2 separate regions of the Mus musculus genome follow, and region 2 is linked to region 1. The links are chromatin contacts, called in public HiChIP or PLAC-seq maps. All regions are on one chromosome and are shown on one strand. Each heading gives the region's core, a stretch centred on a gene start, on an enhancer-like site or on the middle of the called end of the contact. The rest is flanking DNA. Distances are from core to core; before and after follow the strand shown.

What was found. HiChIP or PLAC-seq counts read pairs in DNA pulled down with a chosen protein or histone mark.
Region 2: a FOXA1 HiChIP or PLAC-seq map of pancreatic cancer cells shows a contact between it and region 1. The contact joins two enhancer-like sites. A contact is called at or near these places in 3 of 115 datasets of contacts at active chromatin or transcription factors (bone marrow-derived macrophages, embryonic stem cells and pancreatic cancer cells).

What each region holds. Positions count from the first base shown.
Region 1 is chr7:80,836,847-80,844,266 of GRCm38.p6, reverse strand. No RefSeq gene overlaps it. Among named protein-coding and RNA genes, the nearest start is that of Zscan2, 20 kb to the left of the region's middle. Within about 2 kb of position 3,161, at least 54 of the 459 cell types and tissues checked have an H3K27ac peak or open chromatin away from gene starts, as enhancers often do. A contact at or near this core is called in bone marrow-derived macrophages and pancreatic cancer cells, where this site is marked.
Region 2 is chr7:81,179,324-81,186,743 of GRCm38.p6, reverse strand. No RefSeq gene overlaps it. Among named protein-coding and RNA genes, the nearest start is that of Gm44968, 23 kb to the left of the region's middle. Within about 2 kb of position 3,788, at least 54 of the 459 cell types and tissues checked have an H3K27ac peak or open chromatin away from gene starts, as enhancers often do. A contact at or near this core is called in bone marrow-derived macrophages and pancreatic cancer cells, where this site is marked.

The sequences.
Region 1 (7,420 bases), core at 1,912-4,411:
GGTCATTGATGTCCCTATACAGCAATAGAAACCCTAGCTCTTGGTTCCAGAGCTCTTGGAGCCGCTTCAAGGATATTGGCAGGAATTTGACATTGGGCTAGGACAAGGAAGTAGACTCAAATGCATACAGCTGAGGAATGAGTTCTTTGTATCCTGACTGTCTTGTTAAGTCCCTGAATACTGTAATCATGGGACCTTTGTTTATGCCTTGTTTGTTCCTTGACTACTTTGTCTTTGACCTAGAACTGACCCTATTCTTTGCATGTGCCTAGAATGGTATAAAAGGGTCTAGAAAAAAATATACCAGCTTCAGCACTGGCTGGGGTCATGTTATAATGTTGTCCAGTTGTCTTGTCTTTTTGTAAGCCTCACTCACTCCCATTAGAGATGGCTCAGAGGTTAAGAGTACTGATTGCTCTTCCAGAGGTCCTTAGTTCAACTCTCAGCAACCACATGGTAACTCACAACCATCTGTAAAAAGATCTGACTCCCTCTTCTGGTGTGTCTGAAGACAGCTACAGTGTACTCATATACATTAAATAAATAAGTAAATAAATCTTAAAAAAAAATTAAGGTACAACACATTAGGATAATCTCTAAAGTATATGATGTTTCTGGGTAACCCTCAAAATAACAATTAAAAATACTTAAGGTTTTCTCTTAAATAGGCCTGGCTAAACTAAAGATCTTGGGGGGAAAAAATCTTAATTGTTTGTTTTTAAAGCAGCAGTGGTTAAAAATATCCTTAAAATCCTTAAAATGTCTGTCTTTATATATACACTCATATATAAACAAGGCATATCTAAGGCATGGACATGAGTCATCCTCTTAATGTTTTCAATAAAGAGTTTAATGTCTCAAGGGAGGGCAGTTGTCTAGCAGGAAAAACCCTTCCTGCAGTAGAAAAGTCATCTTTTAGTTAGTTTGTAGCCTCAAGCAACAAGGGCCCATGTTTTAGAACCAGAACTGGGATAAGGACCAAGGAGAGAACACTTGAACCAGAACTGTGTGGTTATGTATCTTTTCCCTAAAAGCAGATTTAAAAAATTTACGTTTTATGTCTTCAAGAAAGAATTAGGACCACTAATCATTCTTTCATTTGACCTGTGAGGCCATACTGATTATATTTTTGCCTTTTATCATCATTTCTTTCTTTAAAGTTTTTTAGTAAATCTTTTTTTGAATATATGTATTTATTTAATGTATGTGAATATATTGTCACTGTCTTCAGACACACCAGAAGAGGGCATCAGTCACCATGTGGTTGCTGGGAATTGAACTTATGTCCTCTGGAAGAGCAGTGCTCTTAACCACTGAGCCATCTCTCCAGCCCTTGTTTTTTGTTTTTTGTTTGTTTGTTTGTTTGTTTGTTTTGTTTTGTTTTGTTTTTTAAGACAGGGTTTCTCTGTGTAGCCCTGGCTGTCTGTAGACCAGGCTGGCCTCAAACTCAGAAATCTGCCTGCCTCTGCCTCCCAAGTGCTGGGATTAAAGGTGTGTGCCACCACTGCCTGGCTTCTTTAAAGTTTTTAGTTTTACTATGAGCAAAATGAAGTTGGACTGAGAACTTGAGTTACATGAGCAATTGCTCACAAGCCAACTGGACACTAAGTATATTATGTAGAAATAAAGTTTAACCACATGTAGACTGATAATTCACATACACAACCACCTCTAAGACTTTTTAATAAGCAAAGAGTTTCAATTCTATTATTTCTTGGGATTGTGTTTTCTATAATCCTCATTGTTAAGTCTCCAACCCCAGTCAAATGGCTGAGGTGCCTATTTAACATCAAAGTGGACCTGGCCCCCAGGTTCTCCCTGCAGTTCCTCAGCTCCTACCTGTTACAGAGCTCACCTGGCTGGTACACCCCACCCTCTGTGCTGAACTCTCCAGCAGGGAGTGGGCTGCTCTTCCTCTACAGTCAAGCCTTTGGTTACCTTCGCTTGCACTTTGGCCTCCTGGCTGCTGCACGTGGTTCCCTCTTCCTCTCACCTCTCTCCTCACATGGCTCAAGGAAGGTCGTGTCCACTCTGCACTCTCCGTTGTGTCTGACTCTGACCATGCTCTCCCTCGGATCTACAATAAATGTTCTCTTCCACCATACCTAGGAGTAGTCAATGTCCTTTCCTTTTTATTTCTGTTTCTCAGTATGAAAAGGAAATATGTATCTATTAATTTAGTTATAGTCCAAACTTACTTTAAAAAAAACACTGCATTTAGCAGTTCTATGTAAAAAAAAAAAAAAAATGGAAAAATCTAAGTTTTATGTTACCCATTATATAAACAAGAATGTTTTTAGAAAGAAATCCTTATAGAACTCTGTGTGTATGTATAACATTAACTGTTTATGAAACACTTAATACATATCATTTTAATAGGTTTTAAGGTGTTTAGAGTATTCAAATCTATAAAAGAAGAATTTATCAGGCCTTACTATATGATCACAATATTTAAATTTGAATCTATATATGCATTTTAATTGAGCATGTTAAAAAATTAACTTTAAAACATAAAAGAAATAAATTTAAAAAGAACTGAAATGGCCACTATGTATTAAAATATATAATACAGACTGCACAATGGCCCACACCTTTAATGCCAGCACTTGGGAGTCAGAAGCAGGTGGATCTCTGAATTAAAGGCCAGCCTGGTCTACAGAGTGAGTTCCAGGACAGCCAGGGCTGCACAGAGTGTCTTAGTATCATAACCAAGGCAACTTTTTTTTTTTACTCTCTCTCCCCACTTCCCCATCCCAAGGCAACTCTTATAAGGACAACATTTAACTGGGTCTGGCTTACAGATTCAGAGGTTCAGTCCATTATCACCAAGGCAGGAACATGGCAGCATCTAGGAAGGCATGGTACAGGAGGAGCTGAGAGTTCTACATCTTCATCTGAGGACTACTAGCAGAATATTGGCTTCCAGGCAATTAGGATGGGGGTCTTATAGCCCACACTACAGTGACACACCTACTCCAACAGGGCCACACCTTCTAATCGTGCCACTCCCTGGGCCCAGCATATAGAAACCATCACACAGAGAAACCCTGTCTCAAAAAACCAAAAGGGAAAAAAAAAGAAACAGTTACAGTTACACCCGCCAGTGACTCATCTTCATCTGGGTTTTAGTCTGGTTCTGTAAGGCAGTTTGACAAGTCGCCAGGGTTGTTTGAGATCTCTTTGAGGAAGGCGTGTCTCTCTGGCTAGCTAGCACCTTTCCTTTTCCCAACATGAGATTCCTGGGAAACAGCATTATCCTTGGAATCCATTCCTTCAAAAGTCTCCTAGTCAGATGGAGAGACAAGTGTGTCTTCAGAATGTTTATATCTGCCAGAACACTTACAGGAGTGGGGGTGTCAGGTTTTACATAAACAGCGTTCCCCAGAAATGCCAAGTGCTCCTGCGTCTGGCCCAGGAGTAGAGACTGGAGGCCTAGGAACAAGCTGCTGGATACCAACAGCATGGGGGAGCTCGGGGTCTCAAGAAACCCTGCTTCAAAAATAGGGAAAAGAGGAAAATTCCCGACTCCAGCCTCAGGTCTCCATGTGCACATGTAGACATATTGAACATGCATGTGCACACACACAAGGGGAAAATGAGGCGCTGTCAAGATCACTCGGTGTGTATGGGCACATGCCACCAACCCTGGACCCACAGGTTGGGAGGAAAGAACACTTCTGCCTCTCTCAAAAAGATAAAGACAAACAAAAACCTGTCCTTTCCTCTGCTATTTAGAAAGAGAGAAAGGGGATTACCCTAAGTCTCTTGGAGGAACTTCACCTTTTGATCGCCTGTGTTACTAAGCCTTACTCAGGACTTAAAGAGAGATAAGCTTTCTAACTTTTTTTTCCCCTGACCTAGGTGTCCCAGTGTCACAGAGTTGTGTCACATGTCCATGTAATTGTTCTGGTATAACTCCAGTTGTTTTCATATGTTGTTTAGGTCAAAAGATTTTAACACATTGTGGCCATTTCAGCTTTCTTCTTAAATTCATCTCTTTTATGTGCTAAATTATTTTGTGGGCATGCCCAATTAAAATACATTCACTCACATGTAAATGAATGTACCCACAAGCACACCCCAAACAAATAACAATACAATGTAACATAAAGGAAAAGGGATCTATAATAAGGGGAAAAAATGGCTGGAAAATCCATTTCCTATTTTTATTATAGGGACTTCTTACAATTAACTAGATGGTATATTGTTTCTTACTGGAGCCAGAGTTTTAGATGTTTGTTAAGGTCAAGTCCAGGCTGTGAAACAAGAGTTCTTTCATGTGCTCAGAATGAGTAATAGCTTAGAGTAAGGCAGGATTGAAGGTTAAAGATTAACAGCTCATCAGCTCTGACAAAAAAAATGGAGGCCAAAGCCTGTAGGCAGAACCCAGGCTGGGACTCAGTTTGCTCCAGGTTAGACCCAGAGGGCCAGGATCCTTCTGGACATTTATTTGCTCCTAAATAAGTTGTAGAAGCAAATTACTAAGTAATATTCATAGCATGATTCTACTCTCATTTAAAAAAAAATGTGTGTATTTCATCAATGCCATAGCTTTGTATCTACTAATACCTTACATTTTCATGCTCTGAGACAGGGTCTAAGCCGCCCACCCAGGTTACACCATCTGGTCATCTGGTTTTTATTGCTCCAGATTTTCCAGTCAAAAGACTGGGGATTAATTTTGAACCATTCTCTATGACTGTAATGTAAAAAAGATTTTGCTAATATAGTGCTGTTGGCCAGGTACATGTCTTTAATCCCAGTAGTACTCTAGAAGTGGAGGCAAGAAGATTTCTGTGAGTTCAAGGCCAGCCTGGTCCACATAGCAAGTTCCAGGCTAACAAGGGCTACATAGTGAGTCTCTGTTTCACACAACAAGAAAACCCAGGCTATTCCTTCCTTAGCGTGCCCCACTGTCAGGAGTACTTTCTCATTTCTTCCTACACAAATCAAAAGCAGACAGGTAGACAAACAGGCTTGGGGGATGGCTCAGTGGATAAAGCACTTGGAACGTAAAAATGTGGACAAAGTTCCAACCCGTGGAACCCATGTAAGAGCCCTGAAGGCCTGCTGACTTCCTGGAACCCCAGCATTGGGAGAGAGCGCTAGGAGGTCCCTGAGAGTAAGCTTTCTGGTTAGAGCAGCTAGAATTGAGGAGATCCACATTCAGCCAGAGGCCCGGCCTCTATAGAGGACAAATGAGGAGGGCACCAGATGTGAGCCAGGCCTTCATGGCCAAACACATAAATTCAAACATGCGTACACACATATGCATGCCAGAACAAAAAGAAAGAAATTATTGAAAGTAAAAGTGTCTAACTAAGACTGGAGGAAGCAGAGCACTAGGACAAGCCTGGGTTTCAACCCTGTACATTGGGAGGGGGAGGGGGAAATACATAAATGAATGAATGAATGAATGAATAAAAATGCTTGAGGGATGAGTGGGTTGCACACACCTTCAATCCCAGCACTTCCGAGGCAGAGGCTGGTGGACCCAGTCTGGTCTACAGAGCTAGTTCCAAGGCAGCCAGAGCTACACATAGCAACCCTGTCTCAAAAAGAAAAAAAGAAAGAAAAGAAAAATGTTTGAGACTTTTCTCTTTTAAGGATGCTCACCTGGCAATTTGTATAACATTACATTTCAGAAACACCATTTCCTTGGCCGGATTTCAGGGTCTTTCTCCACCTCACAGGGAAAACGCTCTCCTTTCTTCTGAAGTCCCTGGCTCCATCCCTATTTCCCTAAACAAGAGCACATCCTCCTCTATGCCCATCTCCAGCAACTTCCTCCTCTTAGCCCTCCCCCAGGGCGTGGTCCCCCTGGCAGTGCCACCATCTGTGACTGGTTTTAAAAGGAATGTTCTTTCTCGGGTTCTAGCTTGCCACCGGCCTCTAGGCCTCTATTCTCATGTGCTGTCTGTCCGTGGGATGGCAGCAGGAAGCAGGTAGCAGAATCTCATGAAATCCGACCTCTCTCTGTTCTGCAAACTTCCCAGCCACCAAAATTCTCCTCTTTGCCCCACTCCACCGCCGCCTTTTTTTTTTCCCCCAAACTGGATGTGAGGTATACCACTGAACACAATTTAGTGCGGTATAGGTCTCAGCACAGTGGAAACTCTTTCTGCAGGACCCAGCACTTCTCCAGCGGATGATGGGGGATATTTCTGATCCCATAGCCTTCAGGGATGAGCGACTTCTCAGCTACCATTGTCTTCAGATTCATCTGCATTAAACTTGGTGAAGCTGCACTTCTTTGCGTTGTGAATCATCTGTGGCCAGGCAACTTGAACTTGGCAGGGCTTCAGTCACGTGTTCCTTACTCTGCAGCTTGGTGAGAACTGTCGGTCGGGAGGTCGGGATGACTTGGCCAATATGAACCCTGGCCACTATGCTCAGAGGCTTCCCAAAAGCACTCGACACTGAAAGTGGAGCCTGTCAGCCCCACACAGCACAGCATCTTGTTGATGCAGATGGTGTGAAAAGGGAGTGACCTCTCTCGGATATGAAAGCCATTTTTCCCATAACCCTTCACAATGTATTTGTCGCCACTGGGAACGCCTGGGCAGAAGCGAGTGTCCCGTAGTGTCTTTGTGATACCTGTAAATCAAATACGCGAGATGTCAGAGCAGGGGCTGAAGAGATGGCTCAGCGGTTAAGAGCACTAGCTGCTCTTCCAGAGGACCTGAGTTCAATTCCCAGCAACCACATGGTGACTCACAACCATCTGTAATGGGATCCGATGCACTCTTCTGGTGTGTCTGAATACAGCTACAGTATACTCATATAAATAAATCTTGAAAAAAAAAAGATATCAGAGCAAGAGATGTGAAACTCACCTCAGAGCCCTCTGCAGAGATGATGCCCCAGTTACTCTACCCTGCCCTTTAAACAACTCGAAACAAAACCAAGACACCTTAGAGGTGCACACTTGCTAGCCCAGCACTCAAAACTGAGGCAGGAGGATTTTGAGTTATGGAGTTCCAAGTCTGCATAGGCTAAGCAGAGACACCTTGTCTCAAAACAAACAAAAACCCACAAGAGATTTATGTTTTGTTTTGGTTTGGTTTGGTTTTGGTTTTTCGAGACAGGGTTTCTCTGTATAGCCCTGGCTGTCCTGGAACTCACTTTGTAGACCAGGCTGGCCTCGAACTCAGAAATCCGCCTGCCTTTGCCTCCCGAGGGCTGGGATTAAAGGCGGGCGCCACCATGCCAGGCTTGTTTTGTTTTTAAATGCAGATGTGGGTGCATAAGCAAGTTTGTGGAGGATCAAGGACAACCTCAGGTGTCATCTTCAGGACATAGTCTATCACTTGTGAGACACGTTCTTTTGTTGGCCTGGAGCTCATCAATGGATTCTACTGGGGTGTAGGTGAGATGGGCAAGCTCTTTACCAACTAAGCCATCTCCTGAGCCCCAAGAG
Region 2 (7,420 bases), core at 2,539-5,038, 340 kb before region 1:
GGTGGTTTTGAGCCACCATGTGGTTGCTGGGATTTGAACTTTGGACCTTCAGAAGAGCAGTCGGGTGCTCTTACCCACTGAGCCATCTCACCAGCCCCCTGTTTTGTTTTCTCTTATTCCTTTTCTTATTTACATGTTCCTGGTAGCCTAGGCCTAGATCTTAAGCAAGAATAATGGGTAAGAAACCATCCCTTGAGATGGGGTCACTAACATGACCTTATCCCCAGGGAAACCAACACTTTACTTTATAAATCACTTACAAAATTATATAATAGTATTAAGACAGATAAAAACATTCCCAACAATAAAATTTCATATGGCTACACTTGTGTCATCAGAGGTAGGGTTTGATATATGGTAAAGAAAGCCTTAATTAGAAAGAATTAAAATAGTTTAAACTTATGTGTTGAAGATTTATAAAATATCAGGCATTAGATGTTAAAAAATATTTGACCATAAAGATTTATTAACCTGCTCTTGGAAATATGCCACCAGCCTTGGATGACTGCCCCAGTGAATACACCCTCTCAGAGTTGTTATGCTTGGATGATCTCTATTAATCATGATGTCACCTGTTCTGTTTGTGATTCACTGAGTACATCTTTTCAGAGTTGTAATATTTGCTTGATTTTTGTGCTTTACTGTGCCAAATGATAATGATGGTATTTGTGATTGCTTCACTGAACACATCTTCTAAGGGTTGTAATATTTGTTCTTTGAATGTATAAAACCCCTGCTTGAGAGCTGCAAAATACACTTAGATTCAAACTGCCTCTGTGTTTGTTTCTGTTTGTCACTGCCGAATCCTTACCCACCTAGCTTCGAGGACCCTCATTCCAAGGACCCCCATACCCGACTGGGATGGTCTGTGGCAACCACTTAGCCACAAGGAGGTTGGGAAATGGCATCTGCATCCTAACTGTTCTAGTCGGAGATTCTAGTGCTGTGATTTAAAAACAAAACAAACTAGAGACAGAGACTGAAGCAGGGGCTATGGAGGGGTGCTGCTTACTGGCTTGCTCTCCATGGCTCGCTCAGTCTGCTTTCTTATACAAGCCAGGACCACCAGCTCAGGGACAGCATGGCCCCCAGTGAGCTCTGTCCTTCCACACTAATCATTAATTAAGAAAACCCCTCAAAGATTTGCCTCTAAGTTAGTCTGTCTGATAGAGGCATTTTTTCAGAGGATTTCTTCCCAGACAAAGCTAACTTGTGTCAAACTGACAAAACAAAACAAAACAAAACAAAACAAAATAAAACAAAACAAAACAAAACAAAACAAAACAAAAAACCCAACCAGGACAATGCCCATGAACATTCGACTATAGATATTACCAAAGTGGGGAAGAGACAGTAACCATTGAATATCCAACTTCTATAGTTGGTCATTGTCCTTTAGAAAGACACTGGTATCTAAAGCTTTATAAATTCCTATCTGGGTCAGTGAAATGCATGGGAGGAGGGGGCAAGTGAAGGGCTGGGGTATGCTGGCTGCCAAGTCCAACAACACACACACACACACACACACACACACACACACACTATAATTCTTAGAAATGAGTAAGGCTCTCCATTTTCATTCGCAGTCATGTTGACTTCACTGGTCACTGCTGCCTTTCCTCCCTCACTGGGATGTGTTGTCCTGGCAGAGGCTCTGTGCCACATCTGGTTTCCCTTCCAGTGTCCTTCCTGAAAACTTGTATCTTAAGTGTGGAATAAGTACCTACCCATGCTGGCCTCCCTTCTTTTCCCATCATAAAGTCTCCCTTGGGGGCTAAGAGACGGTTCAGCAGTAAAGAACACTCACTCTCTTGCAGAGGACTTGAGTTCAGTTCCCATAAGTCATATTAGGTGGCTCCAACTGCCTATAACTCCAGGGCAAGGAGATTCAGAGCCCTCTCCTGGCCTTGGCAGGCAATTGCACTCATGTTCACATACACAGACACAGACACATGATTAAAAAAATCAAGTCCCTATTGGCCCAGTTTCCCCCCACCTCACTATTCCATGTTATTGTCAGAACTTGTCCAAAATGGCAATAACCCTCCACCTTTGGGAATATAAAGTAACTACCAGGTAAATTAGGAATTGGTTATGACCTTGAATGGTAACCAAGCAGGGCATCCTAATATATAAAGTTCTATTCCCTCCATTCCTGTACCATCATATCTCTAGGCCCCTGTGTAATCTAATCCAGAACTTTATCCCACAATGACGACCCCTCTGGAGTTCACATGTTCAACATGCAAGCCCCAAGGGTTGAGAACTTCAGCAGCGATCAGTGGTCTCTCCTCAGTCTTTTTCCTAAGAACTCTGCTCTTCTGAGAACCCTGCTAAGGCCATATCCAGTTTTTAGCCCCATTACATCATCTTGGTTACACCCATGAGGTCATCTTTACCACACTATGCTCTGGCTTCATTGCAGACTTGCCTGTGACTCACAAGCTGCCTGTGTTGGGATACAGAATAGTTAAAATCAGGTCTGGGGGATTTCTGCAACTTTGCTGTGAGTTACTTGATGAACAATTGAAAGAACTAAAGGTCTTGGCCTCCAAGAGGGGGACCCTAGATGGCCACCATCTTTAAACAGTTGATGAGGACTCATTGACAAGATGGCTAAACTTTGCTTGCTGCCAAGCCTGAAGACTTAAGTTTGATCCCATGGTGGAAGAAGAGAACTGTCTTCTGCAAGTTGCCCTCTGACCTCCACATATGCCCATACACTCACCCTCATGTAGATAAACAGATCAAAGTAATTTTTAATTTAAAATTTAAAAAATTGTACAAAAATTGTCAAAGAATTATCATGAAACTAGAATATTCTTACATCTATAAGAGGCAGGTATGATGGTAGAGGGCTGCAATCCAAATACTGGGCAGGCTGAGACAGGAGGATATCCCTGACTTTGAGGACAGCTTGTTCTACCTAATAAGTACCTGGTCAGAATGAGACCCTGTTTCAAAAGATAGATAAACAAACAAACAAACAAATAAAACAGGGGTATCTATAAGATTTGGCTTTTTAAAATTAACAAAAAAGGGCTGGAGAGATGGCTCAGTGGATAAGAGCACTGACTGTTCTTTCAGAGGTCCTGAGTTCAATTCCCAGCAACCACACGGTGGCTCACAACCAATTGTAATAGGATCTGATGCCCTCTTCTGGTGTGTCTGAAGAAAGGGACAGTGTACTCATGTACATTAAATAAATAAATAAATAAATAAATAAATAAACCTTTAATGAATAAATAAAATCAATCAACAAAACATTACTTTGGTAACTAGAGAAAAAGAACATCAAAGTTACAGCCAGGAGGGGAGCTTGAACAAGCTAGAAGAGCAAACCAGATCAAACCAGATCAGAACTCTTTGTGATGTAAAACCAAACCCAAGAAGGTCTAAGATGCAGAATTCTCCAGTGCAGAATGGCTCTCACTGAGAGGGTCTTGTCTTTGGTGGGATTTAAGCAAAGAATAAATAGCCATGTGAGTCCAGCACTGCCAGAGAAGGCTGCCTAAGTGAGCCCTTTAACAGTGTCCTCTCATTACAAAGAGAGAAGTTTTCTTCCATTTGCTGGGGTTAAAGGAAACTTCTGGAAAGAATTCAGCCTTCCAGTCTGTACATACTGGGAGACCCTGTCTCAAAACCAAAACTCAGTCAACAATTCAGCTCTCGTCAGCCTCAAAGCAAAGCTGAACAAGCAAGCTGCAGGGAGGGCAGGGGTGAGCTCAGCTCACAGACAGCCCCGTGCTGGTGACTCAGCTCTGAGCTCTCAGTCTCTGGGTTTTATAATTCATATTCTTTTTCATGAATCTGAAAGGCCATTGGCAAAAATATGGACTTGGCTCTTCCCAGGTCAGGCACTGGTCCTGTTTGATCAGTGAATCACTCTTATGAGAGGAATCTTACAGTTAAAATACAAAGCAAAACCCCAAACAAAATATGGTGACAGACACCCGCCATGTCATGGGTGTAAAGTTCTCAGAAGTACTGGGAGTCGGGGGTGTGGTCACCCTCAAAATGATGCTTAAGGTCCCATCTAAAAACTTGGGTCTCACTAGCTGTGAGTCATGGTAACTCGTGCCGATGATGCTTACCACATGGTTGGAAAGAGGTCAGGTCTCATTCCCATTCATCCGAAGGCATGAGCTGGAGTTAGTGAGGAGAAGCATCGGTGAGAATGGAGCCATAGGAAGAAGACAGAAAGACACCAGTGCGGACCTGGAGCATCATTGTCAAGGTCGGAGAGACTCCAGGCTAAATTATAAGTTGTCCACACATGATTCTCTTCCATGACAATTTCAAAATAGACTTTTAGGAGCTTGGTGTGGTGGCACACAGCTGCAATCCCAGCACTCAGGAAGCCAAGACAAAAGAGTTGAGTTTGAAGCCAGTCTGAACACACGCACAGTGTGATTCTCTCAAGAACATTAAATAGGGTTAAAGAGATGATGGTTCAGCGGTTAAGAGCACGGACTTCTCTTCCAGAGGTCCTGAGTTCAATTCCCACAACTATCTGTAACAGAAGCTGATGCCCTCTTCTGGTGTGTCTGAAGACAGTGTCAGTGTACTCATCATATACATAAAATACATAAATAAATCTTAAAAAAAAAAAAAAAGAACATAGATGCCAGCAAGATGCTCAGCCCATGAAGGTGCCTGCCAACACACCTGGCGAAGGGAGTTTGATCCCTGAGACTCACGTGGTAGAAGGAGAGAACCAGCCCCTGCAAGATGTCCTCTGACCTGCATGCCCCTGACATGGCGGGTGTGTATCCACACAACAAAATAAAAAAATAAAAAGATTCAATAAAGTAAGCTTTTACATTTTACAAGTTTAGATTTACAAAAAGGGGTTGTTCAAACAATCCAGAGTTCCCATGGGCCCCAGCCCCCACATTGTTAATGCCAGGCTTCACTGTGTGCTAGACTGAATTTCATGCTCCAGGTGGTCGTATCAGGGAGTAGGGCCTCTGGGCAGAGGTTATATAATGAAAGCAGACCCTCCGTGAATAGCTTAGTATCCTCATAAGAGGCCTGGGTGAGTTAGATCACAGGCTTTCCCCACCCTTCGAGGACACAGCAGGATGGCTATGTTTGAAAACCTCACCATCACCAGATGCTAGATCTGATCTTGGAATTTAAAGGCTTGACAATGATGAGAAGAAATTTTCTGTGCTTTGTAAGCTATACAGTTTGCGTTCGTTTTGTTATAGCTTCCCAAGCTTGCCAATGAAGCATTAGAAATACGTTATGTAGGAGCTGAACTCCATATTTGACTTGGATTTCACTAACCTTTTCCTGATGTATGGGAGGCACAGAGGTTCTTGTACTCACAGCACTAGATCAAATGGATTGAGACCCCTTTAAGGGTTAAATGGCCTTTTCACAGGAGTCACCTAAGACCATTGGAAAACACAGATATTTACATTATGATTCATATCAGTAGCAAGACTAGTTATAAAGTAGCAATGAAATAATTTTATGGTTGGGGATCACCATGACATGAGGTTCTATATTAAAGGGATGCAGCAATAGGAAGGCTGAGAGCCATTGAACTAGGGTAACCAGGAATTTTAAACAACACAAGGTTAATAGCCTGGTGACCTTTGTACTATCTGTATGGCTGAGACTATATCAGATGCTCTCCCAGACTCTTATCCTGAGTGTGTCAATCTATGGAACCCATCTCTATGGAAGGAGTCACATGTAGTCAATCTATAGAACCCATCATTATGGAAGGAGTCACGTGTGCTTCAAAAAGAGTTTTGAGATAGTCACACCTTAAGTTTTGTTGTGACATGGGCATGGGTTAATTAACACACTCACTCTTTCACCAAACTGTGCCGTGCTTAAATATGCATGAAATAAACAGCTCCAGGTCAGACCAAGTTTGAACCAACGCCGGCTACTTAGTTGTATTAAACTGAACTGCCTTCTCGCCTCTGGCTGATCATTACTCTGCTGGTCATGGTGGCTGGAGAGACCCACACACACTGGTGTGTTTGTCCAGGATCTCGGGCAGGACGCCTGTATCAGTCTCCTAGGGCTGCCTTAGTCCAGTGCCATAACATTGTTACAACAACAGAGGTGTATCCTCAGGGTTCTGGGGGCTGAGGCTGTCAATCGGCTAAGTTCCACAGAGACCAGAGGCTCCTTTTTTGGTTTGTTTGTTTGTTTCGAGACAGGGTTTCTTTGTATAGCCCTGGCTGTCCTGGAACTCACTTTGTAGACCAGGCTGGCTCCAAACTCAGAAATCCTCCTGCCTCTGCCTCCCGAGTGCTGGGATTAAAGGCATGAGTCACCATGTCCAGCTCAGAGGCTCCTTCTTTGCCCCTCATCCCTTCCCCCCCCCCCCCCCCCCCCCCGCTTGTGGGATCAGGGCTCTAATCTCCCTCCGTAGTCACGTGGCTTTCTTCTGTGTGCATTTATGCATCTGAGAGTCTCAGATCTCCCTGTCCCTTCCACTTCATACCTGTCACTCCTAAATCCAGGACGATTTCATCCTAGATCCTTAACTTACATCTTCAGGACCTGTGTGTTAGTCATGCCTGTCACTATGGCAAAAATGTCTGGGAACCCACTTGCTAGGAAGAAGGCTTATGTGGATCATGGTTTCAGAAGTTTTGGTCTGTGGTCATTTGGCTCTGTTGTTTAGGGTCACATCTAGGTGATCAGAAAGCACAGAAAGAGAAATAGGAAGGAAGTGGGGTCCTGATTCTTCTCCACTGAAGTAGCTCCCCAGTGAACTCACCTCTTACTTCCCACTAGGCCCCATCTCCGCCATCTCACAGGCTGAGGACCAACAGCCTCCCCCCCCCCCCCCAATATTTTACCTTCAGGAAAATACTCTAAATCCAACTCTAGCAATCTATTTCCAAATAAGGCTGCACTCACACATGCTGGGGATCTGTGCTCCAGCTCTGGGGGGAGGGGCGACAACACACCAACCACTACAATATCACACTTAGTCATGATGTCTCCCTAGGTTCCACTGGGCAGGTTTTCCTTGTGGGCGAAGGCTCTGACAGTTCTGTGGCATCGTGGTTAGATATTTTGTAGATTATGTCATGGTTTGAGTTTGTTCAATGTTTTCCTCCTGTTTAGACTGAGGTTGTAGGTTGAGGGAGGGAGACCACAGAGGGGCAGGGCGCTGCCTCCGGAGAGGCACCTCCCCACCCCCTCACTGGTGTTAACCATACCCAGGAGGCCTCTCTCCTGCAAACTTCCCTTCTTACCTCCTCTGCCTCCATGCCATGTTCCTTGGAACCACTTCTAACAGTCGCCCACACTAGGGACGGGAGTCACGCTACTGTCCCCACAAGGCGTATTTGTATCGATTATTCAGACTTCTATTGTCCTCAAAACATTCTCGCACAAGAAAGCGGCTTCCACTCAGTTAGCAGGAGTGCCTGCCCTGCAG